3 separate regions of the Mus musculus genome follow, and regions 1 and 2 are each linked to region 3. The links are chromatin contacts, called in public Hi-C and HiChIP or PLAC-seq maps. All regions are on one chromosome and are shown on one strand. Each heading gives the region's core, a stretch centred on a gene start, on an enhancer-like site or on the middle of the called end of the contact. The rest is flanking DNA. Distances are from core to core; before and after follow the strand shown.

Region 1 (4,658 bases), core at 697-3,196, 140 kb before region 3:
AACGATAACAGCTTCCTTTAACAGAACAAGGAAAGGGAACAAGACAGAAGGAAAAGAGGAAAGTGAATAAAGTGGGCATCCCCCCCCAAAATTGCAGCCAAGTCAAGGATAAATGTTCGGACACAGTGCCACCTAGTGGACATTGTCCCAATTGACAGTCCCAGGTTTTCCAATGGGGAAGTTTCAACACTGAGTGCTCTGTCAAAGTAGATTACATTAATTTTTTTCATCTTTTCTGTCAGAGTACATCTGCAGAGACATGAAAACAACTGATTTGATTTTTTTTCTTAATTTCAACTGTAGTTTAACTCATAGGAAAAAATGCTGGGATTTCACAATCTCTCCTCCAGGGAGCACGGCATACAAAAGATCAATTGTGTAACTGTGGTCTTGACTTTGTGCGACTTTTCTTAAACAGGACATCCAAAAGAGTGTGGTTCCCAGGAGTGTGATAGCGAAAGCATCCAGTCTCCTAGGACCTAGCTCCCTTCAGACCCCTGCATGGCCTTTTAAATGATTTAGGAGGGTTGGTTTTTTGTTGGTTTTTTTTTTCCAAACCCAGGAAATAGCTGCTCATCTTGAGAAGTTGGGCCCACTTATGGGAGGCCACACTGGTAAGAATAAATACCAAACTCTGAGTTGTACTTGAAAGTCCTTGGCTGGCTCTAGGGATTTCAACACTTCCAACCAATTTCTAAACCGCCTTTACAAACTGCCAAATAACTAACTACTAGGAACAAGACCCCGAGTATATAAGATTAAATTGGTTTTATGTTTGTTTGACTGCAATCTGGATACCATCCTTCTAAATAATAAAAATATATGTCCCAGCTGCCTAGGTTCCATGTAAAAGGTCAAGTTATTGGAGTCTGGGTTTATCAGTCTGAAATCCCATTTGGACTGTGATAGGAATCACGTGATCCATTGGTACCTGTCAATCAAATCACGGGAGAAGCAATTTGTACAGCCAGATGCTCCCGACACTAGACACTATCGCAGCAGTCAGTAGCAAGGGTCTCAGGTGGCTGCCTCCCTCTGCAATACCACAGCAGCTGCAGGGACATCTGGCTGGTTGAACAAGGATTTAACACCCCGCTTGCCAGATATAATACAGGGTTCATACACTTGTTAACATATGTAATGCATTCATTTTAACATCTTAATGATACCCTTCATGTAATTCTTCTCCAACCTAGTTACAAGAATAGTGCATTCATCAGCCAGTTAGCACTTGAATGCCACACTCCCGGCTCTTTCTGGAAATGAATAGTCCATTTCCCACTCCTGCTGGGAAGTCCTGTGGACTTCTACTTGGTAAATAGCTCAGAAATCCTATCTCCTCCTCCCGGGCCCAGGCTGCAGCATCAAGATCCCATCACTCCTCAGGAAGACAATTGCCTCTTCCTACCTAATCTCACAGTCTTTGTGCCACAGACAGATGCATGGATGGTGGCAGGAAAAAGCATCTTAAGTACAAGGGGAACTTGTCCCTCCTCTTCTTGAAATCACTTGGTGACTTCAGGAACAAGTACAGTCCTAAGGTTTATAAGGCCCCCTCACGACTGGGCCTCTGTGATATTGCAAGATAGATAGAGGGAGAGACAGACAGACAGACAGACAGACAGAGACAGAGAGACAGAGAGAGACAGAGAGAGAGAGAGAAGGAGGAGGAGGAGGGAGAGAGAGAGACAGAGAGACACAGAGAGACAGAGAGAAGAAGAAGAAAGAGGAGGAGGACGACGAGGACGAGGAGGACGAGGAGGACGAGGACGAGGAGGAAGAGGGAGAGGGAGAGAGAGAGAGAAGGAGGGAGGAAGGGAGGGAGGGAGAGGGGGGATAGGAGCATCTTCTGTTATTCATAAACCTTTTTCAACCAGACCTATTCATGCCAATGAGATAACTCAAGGGATGGGAGCTGGTTGCCAAAGCAACCAAGTACACGATTAGGAGATAGGAATTTTGCAAGGCGTATCCCACTGTCCTTCCACATCTTAAGACTTAGAAACTGTTTTGGTCAAGGGGAAAACTGGAACACTTGCTATCTGAAGTCTTTGGGTGTAGAGAAAGCAATAAGCTGTTAACTGAGCTGACTGCCTGGCTTCATAGCTCTTCCTCCCCTGTGGGCCACCTCCTCCCTCAAGGATGCTGGCAGCACTGTGGGTAGATGCCGGCAGTACTGTGTGGAGCTGCTTCTGATGGTGCCGGGTGCCAGAACCTGGCTTCCCATTCATGGGCACCATTGATACCTGCTGCTCCTTTTGCTAAACCTGAGAATCTTGAGGAGAAAAGACCAAATCCACGATTGTCCAATTAAAGCAAGCAAGCTGTAGTTTGGGATGCACCACGAACTCGTCAGCCAGATGACTCACCCTAAGTCTCAGGATTCAAGAGAGCAGCCCCTGCTGGCCTCATGAAATTCCTTTTTTTTTTTTTTTAAGAAGAGGTAAGGTGTTCACAGGGGTGAGAGTTGGCTATTATATACATTGTTAGAAAGAATGATAGGGATGGAACGAGGGTACAGTGTACATCACGTACACGGGGTTGCAGTTTACATCAGATTTAAGAAATGGGTGCTTGGTTCCAGATCCTGGGTCAAGGGACTGAGATGCTTATCTTACACACCAAAGCAGACCTGGCCTCCAGGTTCTCCCAGCATCCCTCAGTCCCTAGCTGGCATACTCTGCCCCCAACCGTGAACTTTCCAGCCCAGGGGCTGGGCTGCCCTTCCCTTAGGGGCTCTTCTCTATATAATCCACACATTTTGTTCTCCTCCCTCTCTTCTCTCTCTCTCTCTCTCTCTCTCTCTCTCTCTCTCTCTCTCTCTCTCTCTCTCCCCTTCTCTCTGTTCATGCACACTTTCTCTCTTTAGTTCCCCCCTCTCCTCTCTCTCTTCCAATGGCGACTTCCCTGGCCTCCTTCCCAGGGGCCAGAGAACTCGCCCAAGAGTAGCTTCCCAACAAACCTTTCTTTAATATAATCTAATCTGGCTGGAATTGGCTCATTTGACCAGCGGAGAAATAACTTATCAACAGAAACCTATTCTTAATTACAAATAGAAACCTTAATTTGCAAGGGCTTAACATAGGACAAACAGGAACTTATTTTTAACTGCCTTAAATGCAAAAAGAACCCTTAACATGCAAGGAATATTGTTTCTGTTTTGGTTCCCCATTGACTTGCAAGGTGTATCGTTCCTGGTTTGGTCTTGTACCTAGCCAGAATGCCCTAGTGGTACCTTCAGTGAGTCATCTTTAGGCACAAAGCTTTTTCACCTCCAAGAACTGGAAGAGCAACTACCGTGTCGCTGTACAACCCCTGCCAGAGCAGGACTTAGAATCCTTATCTCGGCTCTCCCTGACCCTAAAGCTCATACCCAGAGAGAGATGGTTATTTGTCCTTAGTTAAGATGGTGCAGGTCCTTAGGTGGAGTCCTTGAGTCCCCAAAGCTAAGACTGTAGAGCCCTCTTCTGTCACCAGAGATGCCCCTCACCTTAGCCCCGGGAGAGCTCTCAGAATGAACACAACTCCTCACCATCCCCATGAGGGAGGGATGAAGTCCAGCAGCTCAGGAAAAGAAGGAGAGGGCAAAGGCAGAAGGGGTTTCTAACCCACTGAACCTGAGGGTCGGACCTCCTCCTGCTCTCTGAGCCAATGCCATGGACGTCTTTGAAAGCTCCTGGTGAAGAACTTGGCCGTGACGGCCACATGGGTACCATTTCTTCCAGGAGTGAGCAGAAGAGACGTTCTACAACTGCTGATGTACTTTCTACACCGAGAGCCCGCCCGAGGAGCTATGCGTCCTTGTTTTCATAAAGAAGAGTGATGCTTTTCCTGGAAGGGCAATGGGTACTCTGGGAATAGAAAATTAGTTTTTATTGTTTAACCTTCATGGTTTAAATGAGGAAGCTTCTGCAGTGGTTAAAGGTCTCCTTGGGCTTTGATTTAGCAAATGCCTTATGACAGCGGTATTAGTCTTCGTAAAAGCCCAACTTTAAAGTGTCTTCTATTATGCTACGCATTTTTAAAGGGGAGGGGGGGTATGCAGGGGCTCAACGGAGGAGTGTGGCGTGCCTTTGCTTTGCTGTGTCCACAGCAACAAGAATGCCAGCCATACACTAACTAGCAGAGCTTTCTACATCACCAAACACCGCCTCCTCACAAAAGGATGGCTTTCACAGTCTCCCAGCCCTGTTCGTGATACTCTATGAGTAGGAGTCCCAGGGCAGCCAAGATGTCAGACCAGCCGCTGCAGACACTGAGGAGGACAATGGAAAGAGGCCACCAGAGAAAAGCCCCTAACAGGCTCACGGCTACAGAGAGAAAGCTGCCCTCTGGAAACAGACTATACTGGAGACCCACAACCCTAACAAATCTTATGAGTGTACAACATGACTTGCTTCTGATAAGTGACTAGCCGCATGTGCTGACTTGTTTTATGTCAACTTGACACAAGGCAGAGTCATCTGGGAGATGGGAACCTCAATTGAGAAAAAAACGCCTCCCTAAGATGGACCTACAGGCAAACCTGTAGGGCATTTTCTTAATTAGTGATCAAAGGCCCAGCCCCGTGTGGGTGGGACCATCCCTGGGCAGGTGGTCTTGGTTTCTATAGAAGGCAAGTGAAGCAAGCCATAGGGAGCAAGCCAACATAGGGAGTA
Region 2 (4,635 bases), core at 9-2,508, 190 kb after region 3:
CTAACAAGTTTGGAATTGATATCAGAAAGCTGAATAACATCAGGAAGTTTTGTGTTAAAATCTCTAATTAAGGAGCATATCTTTAATCCCAGCACTCAGGAGGGAGAGACAAGCTATCCCCTGTAAGTCCCAGGCCAGCCTAGTTCTCACAGACTTCAGCCAGGGCCTCACAGTCCTGTCTCAAAAAGCAAAAAAACAAAACAAACAAACAACAACAGATAAAGAGAAAGTTAAGCTAGAGCCATAACTTAATGAGGAGGGCCTGCTCTTCTATAGAGTCAATCACCAGCACCATTCAAAAAGAACAATACTGAACCTAAAGTCGACAAAGCTCAAATGTAGGGACGCATGAGAGCAACAAAGATGTCTAACGGAAAGTGTAATTTTTCTAGGTTTGTTGGTTTAGTTTGGTTTTCGGAGACAGGGTTTCTCAGTGTGGCCCTAGCTGTCCTGGACCTCCAAAGGCAGAGTTCCAATTGTCTCTGCCTCCCAAGTACTGGGATTAAAATTGTGCGCCACTACCACCTAGCTTGGACATTAATTTCATGAGCAGCAGAGCCAGGCACATCTCTCTCATGCTTAGAACTGAATTTTACTCGAGTAGGATTTATCATAAATGAATTACCCTAAATAAGGCCCTCCGTTCATTAAATCAAACACCTGAGCTGGGTTGAGCAACTGTTTAAAGCGACGAAGGAACTTCACTCCCTGATTATCTCCACTCTTAGAGTTGACGAACACCAAGAGGGGGCTGACACAGAACGAAAAGGTTGCTCGACAGAAACCTGCAAAAACAAGCCCGGGACAAGATTAATATGCACTTCTTCTCTCTTCAATTATTAATAGGTATTCAGAAAAGGAAGAAAAATGGGTGAAAGCAAGGAACCTTCCTTCCTTAATGCTGGCGCATCACCGTAACCTAGTCCCCTGGCTAAACGGTTCAGTATCTGCATCCTAGCAATCTAAAACTCATGTTTTAGCATATACTTTGCAGTGAGGAACCACATCACAGACAATAACCACCAACCTTACCAATCTTGATAAGGAAAGGAAAGCTAAGGGTTTACAGTTCTCAAACGACTCATGCCCATACTTGGTATTTTACAATATTCTAATTGTTCTTTGTATAGGTCTAAGAAAATACGTTAAAATGAATGAAGGATCTATTGGGGGTGGGGAGAGCTGTCAAGAACACATCCCCTGAGCTTCGCAGCCATCTGCACAGCTGTTACACGCCTGTGCAGGAAGCACAACAGAAGACTAAAACGACACATTGCAGAAGCCATTTGTAACGTGGCGTGCAGAGGAGGAAGTAACGAGTGTCCCATTCTAAAACCGGTGATGTCACAAAGTCTCCTCTGCACTTACAGTTAAGCCCTGGCCAGATTCTAGAAATAGCAAATGCATTTAGAGGAATACAGATTCCTGCAATTAAATGACAGGAGAGCAAATCTTAATAGGAGCCCATGCTAATGGGCAGTTTCAATTATGGTGAGAGAACACAGACACGTTAACCTTTCAGGAGTTCAGTACAAAATGACGGTCCCCCTTCATTTGTTGGGATGTGAAAAAAAACAAAAACCAATAACCTGCAAGTCTTGTGTACAATGATCTGGCCAAAGTGTTAATGGCTGCACTACAACTTTCCTTTCAAAATATTCATTTGAGCTGGGGATGTAGCTCTGTGGTTGGACGTATGCTTAGCTCTTCAGGATCATTTATGCCCAGCATCACAAGAATCAACTAATTAAGCAACCAAATATACCGTCCAGCATTTATAAAAACTGACCAGAATAATCAATTACAATGTATCATATGAAATTCAATCAACAGTAAATACGCTAGAAATACACATACTTACTACTGCTACGTACCATCAGAGTCTGTGCTATTTAGTGCAATCGGAGGTATGATGGAGACTTTACACTGGCCAAGGGGACAGACGGGATGGTACACATCTTTGCAGGCAGTGTGCACCTGACAATAAACAAAGAAACCTTCAAGAACTGTAAAAACAACAAACCAACACGTGATAAATGACCCCGACAGACCTGTCTGTTCAGGATCAACATCATCACAAAATGTTCAGTGTTTAGGAAACCACTGAAGGTGTATTTACCCTTCTGGGAAATAAGCTTGCACTGTATGTGAGTGACTCTGCCCAGAGCAGTCTACTCCTATGGTTATCTAAAGTAAGTGTTATGTAGTGAGTGCATGCTTAGTGGAGGGAAGCCGGAAGAGATGATATGGAGGAGGAAGAGAGGGAGAGTGGGGAGGGAAGAAAGAGGAAGGATGGAGGGACAGTATCTCAATGTCATGGTCATAAAATTTAATAAAAATAAATAAAATCTGCCATGTGCAAGCTCTTTCTGCAGTGATCCTACAACCTCCTAGTCTAATTTATCTTAGCTTATGTATTTATGTGTGCTGATACAAGCACATGCATGACTCCTTCCTCAGCTAGACCACTGCCCTGCAAGAAAGAAGCAGAAGACTCAAGCCAACTAGAGACATTCTGAGCGAGGAAACACAGGGTTACCTCACCATGGTGGAGCGTGGCTTCTCAGAATAGCTTGTGTGCCCATCTACAGAGCCTTTTAAACATGTCAGCTAGTCAAGCAGACGTTCCACGGACACTGACTGAATATGGCTTTATTTAATTGGTCCTTTAAGACATACATGCATTGACTAAGCCAAACCTTTCAGGAGGATAACTAAAATGTGATGAAGACTTTCATTCTCCCGATGACCTATCTGGGGACAATTCTCAACTATGACATAATCATTAACAAAAAAATGTTTTCTAGAAAAATTAACATGAACAGGTAGTTCTGAGGGTGTTCTGTTTTGTTTGCCAAGACAGGGTTTCTCCGTGTGGCCCAGGCTATCCTCGAACTCCATCTGTAGACCAGGCTGGCATGGAACTCAGATATCCACCTTCCTCTGCCTCCTGAGTGCTGAGATTAAACCATTGCTTGGTGAGACGGTTTCAAAATTAAACATGTGTGAGAATCGTGGAGCAGCACAGAAAGAGATCCGCGCAACCCTGCCTGGGGAGAGCAGGGCTAACATGGACAGACTCTGTTCATTACAGTACACGTCGAACCACCAGGGTGGTAGACCTTCCGGCTTCTGTTGGCCCTTTAGATGACAGTAGCAAGCATTGGGCATCCTCATGTACAATGACTCATGCAAAGCAAGCACACCGTCAGCGAAAGCATATAGGATGTATGAGGCCAAGACAGCCGTCTCAGGGAACGGCGAGAGAGGCCAGCATGTGTAACTGACATGGGATAGGGTGGAAATAATTAAGGTCACAGTTAAGTTTGCCAGGGAAGAACAGAGAAAAAAAGACATTCCAGAAAGCCAACATGCATCACCTATAACAGCAATGCCATTCTATACTATTTTTCTAAATGCACACACACACACACACACACACACACTGCAGAGGAAGACAACCTGCACAAAGCCTCTATGAAACCATTCAGCACATATCGATGTGCTTTCGAAAAGTCAGAAATGAACAGCTAAGCCCCAGAGGAGAGAAGCAGCAATAAATGCACAGCTGACAGAGGCAGCAGGAATCGGGAGGAGCACGGAGCCCCCAAAAGAAATGGCAGGTGAAAGGAAGATTTAAAATGTAGGTTGTACCAGGAGCTGGAGAGACGGGGAGTGGCTGAGAGCAGGAGCTGCCCGGTTCCCAGCACAGGGAAGGGGACTTAGAACCTTCCTGTCACTCCACTTCCAGGGAATCTGGCACAGCTGTCTTCTGGCCTCCATGGGCACCAGGCACACACACAGTGCACAGACATACATCCAGAACAAATACTCATACACAGAGAATGAAAATAATAAATCTGTGGGTTTTTTTAAATGTTGTTTGTGTGTAGTGTTCCTTATGTCCCAACCGGTAAGAAGGACACATGCTCCACTATGTTCATAGCAGCCTTATTTATAATAGCCAGAAGCTGGAAAGAACCCAGATGCCCCTCAACAGAGGAATGGATACAGAAAATGTGGTATATTTACACAATAGAGTACTACTCAGCTATTAAAAAGAATGAATTTATGAAATTCCTAGGCAAATGGATGGACATGGAGGGCATCATCCTGAGTGAGGTAACCCAATCACAAAAGAACTCACACAATATGTACTCGCTGATAAGTGGATATTAGCCCAAAACCTAGGATACCCAAGATATAAGATACAATTTGCTAAACACACGAAACTCAAGAAGAATGAAGACTGAAGTGTGGACACTATGCCCCTCCTTAAAATTGGGAACAAAACACCCATGGAAGGAGTTACAGAGACAAAGTTTGGAGCTGAGACGAAAGGATGGACCATCTAGAGACTGCCATATCCAGGGATCCACCCCATAATCAGCTTCCAAACGCTGACACCATTGCATACACTAGCAAGATTTTATCGAAAGGACCCAGATGTAGCTGTCTCTTATGAGACTATGCCGGGGCCTAGCAAACACAGAAGTGGATGCTCACAGTCAGCTATTGGATGGATCACAGGGCTCCCAATGGAGGAGCTAGAGAAAGTACCCAAGGAGCTAAAGGGATCTGCAACCCTATAGGCGGAACAACATTATGAACTAACCAGTACCCCGGAGCTCTTGA
Region 3 (4,215 bases), core at 695-3,194:
AAAGATAAAATGGGTGGATCTATAACCTCCTTTGATAACATCCCCCTCTAATGATCTAAAAACCTCCCACTAGGCTCTTCCTCTTAAAGGTTCATCACCACACAAAAGCACATTCCAAAAGACCAAACTGCTAATTCGTTGGCTTTGGGGCACATTTAGGACCCAGACTATAGCAAATTTCAAAACTGTGTGGAGAGGATTCCCCACCCTTTAAAGTTAGTGTATATACTAATAGAAAAGAAGACACAACATGTGCAAAGACAGTATATTAAAAATAAAACATCGAAAACATATGTATAGGGTAAACTTCATGGGGATTTCACAGGAGGAAGAACAGAGACATCAAGCTGGGATATCAAGGAAGGAGCAATTCTAGCAGAAGGCCGAAGGCTAAGATGGGTTTTGATGAGATAAGAATATATCACAGATGGAGCAAAGGTTCAGAATAAAGTACCCCGGATAAAACAAGGCACTCAGGAAATACTTGAGGCTTTCCATACTGTGGTTGTTTGAATAAGAATGAGCCCCCCATAGGCTCCTATGTTTGAATACTTGGTTCTCAGAAAGTGGAACTGTTTGGGAAGGATTAGAAGGTATGGCCTTGTCGGAAGAGGTGTGTCATTGGAGGTAGGATTTGAGGTTTTTATGACATTCCCAATATTCTCATTCTCTCTCTCTCTCTCTCTCTCTCTCTCTCTCTCTCTCTCTCTCAAGATGCTAGTTCTCATCAGCTTCTCCAGCCACCTGCCACCATGCCTTGCTCCCCCATCATAGATTCTAACCCTCTGACCCTATAAATCCATTAAACATTTTTTTTCCGCTCATGATGTTTTGTCACAGCAACAGTAAAGTAACTAAGACACGGGCTCATTTATAACTGAGCAACCATTAAAACTTAAGATTCTGGAACAGAGAGAGAAGAAAACCTCTCTGTACTACTCCTTGCATAATGGTGTCTTTGCTTTGGCATAGAAGAAAGTACAACCATGATTCTCTAACTCCAGAAACAGAGCAGACGGCAAGGAAAAGAAAGGCAAAAATAAATAAATAAATAAATAAATAAAACATACAGAAAGAGAACCATCTGTGTTTTCTGGGTTAGCCTTTCTTCCAATGTGTAATTATGACTCCAAGAGCTGGGCTGGCCATTCAGAGGGATGATGGTCCAGGTCAAGCAATAACCCACAGAAGAGGAAATCAGCATCCAGACATTAGACTGCATTTGCATAGTTTTTCCTTACAGGAGGTTTGTGTTGCCAACTAAAAACTAGATACTTCCTCAATACATCTTAATTTGATAGGAGACATCAAATTCACAAATCTTCAGCATAGCCTAAAGCAGTGCCAACCGCCCCATCCCTAGAATAAAACACGAGACTATATTATTTTCATTTTGTAGGAAACACTGAAAGTTCAGGGCTGGAAAATTGTGTGTGGGCTGATGCCTGATGGTGCAGCCGGTTATTATGTAGTGACTCACAATAAATTTCCAGAGCTACCACACCTCAAAGCTAAACTCACTCAAACCAAACAGTAAACTATTAGCAGGGATATTTTTGTAACCATAATTTCTAGCCTTTTAAATATTATTTTAAAAGACATGCAACATGGCCAATTTTGTAAAAGCCGTAGCCTTTTCTTTTATAGCGTCCATGGTTTAGAATATTCATCTCTCAAAAAAATAAAAAATGAAAACATGCTCTGGGAGTGTTTTAAGGATTTTTTTTTTTTTTAGCTAACTCGGTCAACTAGCACAATGGTGAGGCAGAAACTCTGTCCTGCCAGCCAGCCTTAGCCCCTCATCACAGGGAAAACTCAGAGGACTCCTATGACCATGGCAGCATCTGCCCCAGGTACCATAAAGGAAGTCTCTTCACAGAAGACCATGCAGATGCTGGCTCGACACAGGAAGTGCTGCTGGTGGCAGACACCCGGTTCTAAGAAAGACTGTAAAATAGGCTGCTAAGCATTTCCCTGACCCGGAACAAAGCAACTGACAAACCATGCATAGATCGACTAAGGCCCTCCAACTTCATGCCTGACTCCAGGTTTGGGTACCTACAGAGACACACCACGTATCTGCAAAGATCCACAATGAAATTGCATCTGTCTGTGCCCCAAGAGCCCTGTTTAAATGGATATTCTAAGAACATCTGAACAGCTTCCTGAGAGACTCAGCCTGGAGCTCTTATGAGCATCAGAATGGACAGGCTTCTCTCATTTCTGCTTAGCCCCGTGAGGCATGCTGTTGGGTCTGTGAGGCACATGCTTGCATGGACTACTGTGCTAGGTGCTCTGGCTCTGCGTTTTTGAGCTTGGAGCATCACACAGACATATTATTCAGATGGAGTGGATGAAATGAATAATTTACAGTGTGTGTTTTGCTGTCCCCTTTGTTCCCATCTCTCAAAGGTCTCAAATGTGTCATAAAAGACATTCCTAGAGTGACATCCTCCCATTCTTTTCTAAGCATAGAATTAATGAAGCGAATGAGTGTCATGAAACCTTCCAAAACTCCCCACTGGGGTGGGGGTGGGTGTCAACAAAGGCCAGCCAAAAGAGCTAGCTGTTCAGGTGGGGCAGAGGCCAGCAACAGGAGACAGAAGAGAATCCTGGCACACCGCAGACAGAGTGGGGTTTTTCTCGGTTAGGAATGCAAACCTAACCTCAGCTCTCAAAAAGGAATTGGATGCAAAGAGCTGCAGGGCACAGAGGAGTCAGGGCAGTGGGGGTAGAGCCATGTCTGCCCTCTGCCCAGGTTTGTTTGCCTTAAACTGAACAGCAACTAAGAACTAACGGCTTCCCTGGTTGTTTTGGGATTAAAAGCCAAGGGTGGCAGAAGAAATGGGTTGTGCACTGTAAAAAAATAGGCAGAAGGTACAGCCTCACAGGCAGTCACATCTCCCTCCTGAACAGAGAGATAGAGATCCTGTTCTCCCAGGGCTCCAAGTGCCCTTCCTGCTTCAATGTCAGTGGTGGCTCTGCATACTGGGCCCTCTTTGTAGTGGGCAATCCCATCACCTCTCTGTAGGATTTCTCTTACTCCAGCACTCCCTGTTCCACCCAGGTCAGGACCAGAGGTCTAGAGTCTCCCTACAATCCATGCCTTGCTCGCCCACCTCAAAGACCTTCTAGCTAATAAAACACCACCTCCCTGTCACTGGCTGTCCTGTCCTCCTAAGGTTCCCGTGTTCTGCTCCCTAAAGATAGTCTGTGTTGTTGTGGCACCCATAGTAGGACTTCGGGCTACCCTTGGACTGTGACTTATGGAAAAGAACAAAGTCCTGGTCTTCCAGCAGTCCTCCTCTTTTCTTCTAGTTGGTTTTATATGCCAGCTGCACATGCCGTGCCCAGCTTTACCGTTCTGTGGGCCTCGACGAAGAACATCCACAACTGTTGATGGAAGAAGACACACTTAGAAGATCTCTACCCTGTCACTCCCAGAAAGCCTACCTGTTCCACAGACACCCACCCCCTACTACACAGAGCACAAGCCACTAGACATTTTCCTTCATCTTCTTTGTAGAGTCTCGAAGCCACTTATGCTCTTTTGGCTTCTGAGTTCTTTCTTCCCCACAGCAAGAACAAGGCTGACGGTGAGTGAAGACTTAGTCAGGAGCTCTTGCCTTCTCAGTCAGTCTCACTGCGGAAAAGGTACTCTGGCTTCTTGAGCCAAGTGATGGGGGGAGGTGGGCACTCTTAAGTGAGAGAGCTGTACACCAGGTGTCCTGAAGGGACATCCTCTGCTGCTGACCCTTTCTGCAAAAGGAACATAATGACTCCACTTCCTAGATGGCTCCTGAGCCAAAAGACACCCTGCTTTGTGGTCTCCTTAGGCAACCAAAGAAAGGCCAGTGCCTATCCATTGAGTTTCATGAACAGCTGAGAATGTCTAAAAATCAGACGTGCATAAGTAGGTGGGGCCCAGATGGGTGAATGTGTATCAGAGGAGTAGATTTCATCAACATCTGAGAAATGACTTTGAACCCCTAAACCCTACACATATGGGCTGAGATACTTTCAATCTCAAGTTAGCATAAACTAAGAAAGAAATCTGTGGGTTTGCATACCTGTGTGCCGTTGATCTCGAGCCCCGCTGGCTCTAAGGTCTCAGTGTCTTCAGAGCTCTGCTCTGTCTCCACCTGGTGGACCATTGTCAGCTTGGATCCCAGTACAATGAGAGCAATTTCCAATCATACCACCAGAATTGTCTCA

Evidence for each region. HiChIP or PLAC-seq counts read pairs in DNA pulled down with a chosen protein or histone mark. A called contact is a pair of places that touch in the nucleus more often than the background predicts.
Region 1: a contact with region 3 is called in a RAD21 HiChIP or PLAC-seq map of pro-B cells, with 3 times the contacts expected there. The contact joins two enhancer-like sites. A contact is called at or near these places in 4 of 15 datasets of contacts at CTCF or cohesin (CD8 T cells, the NIH/3T3 cell line, large pre-B cells and 1 more), 12 of 484 Hi-C or Micro-C datasets (CD4 T cells, CD8 T cells, Th1 cells and 9 more) and 9 of 115 datasets of contacts at active chromatin or transcription factors (the 230-238 cell line, CD8 T cells, DN3 thymocytes and 5 more).
Region 2: a Hi-C map of CD4 T cells shows a contact between it and region 3, with 3 times the contacts expected there. The contact joins two enhancer-like sites. A contact is called at or near these places in 1 of 484 Hi-C or Micro-C datasets (CD4 T cells) and 1 of 9 other capture datasets (pancreatic islet).

What each region holds. Positions count from the first base shown.
Region 1 is chr14:78,287,960-78,292,617 of GRCm38.p6, forward strand. The region is part of intron 2 of Tnfsf11 (tumor necrosis factor (ligand) superfamily, member 11); the gene reads right to left. Among named protein-coding and RNA genes, the nearest start is that of Tnfsf11, 18 kb to the right of the region's middle. Within about 2 kb of position 1,947, at least 27 of the 459 cell types and tissues checked have an H3K27ac peak or open chromatin away from gene starts, as enhancers often do. A contact at or near this core is called in pro-B cells, where this site is marked.
Region 2 is chr14:78,617,898-78,622,532 of GRCm38.p6, forward strand. Dgkh (diacylglycerol kinase, eta) reads right to left here. Exons shown (of 30, transcript NM_001081336.2): 9 at 1,875-1,977; 10 at 626-785. Among named protein-coding and RNA genes, the nearest start is that of Gm26251, 17 kb to the left of the region's middle. Within about 2 kb of position 1,259, at least 25 of the 459 cell types and tissues checked have an H3K27ac peak or open chromatin away from gene starts, as enhancers often do.
Region 3 is chr14:78,430,182-78,434,396 of GRCm38.p6, forward strand. No RefSeq gene overlaps it. Among named protein-coding and RNA genes, the nearest start is that of Gm30662, 100 kb to the left of the region's middle. Within about 2 kb of position 1,945, at least 49 of the 459 cell types and tissues checked have an H3K27ac peak or open chromatin away from gene starts, as enhancers often do. A contact at or near this core is called in pro-B cells, where this site is marked.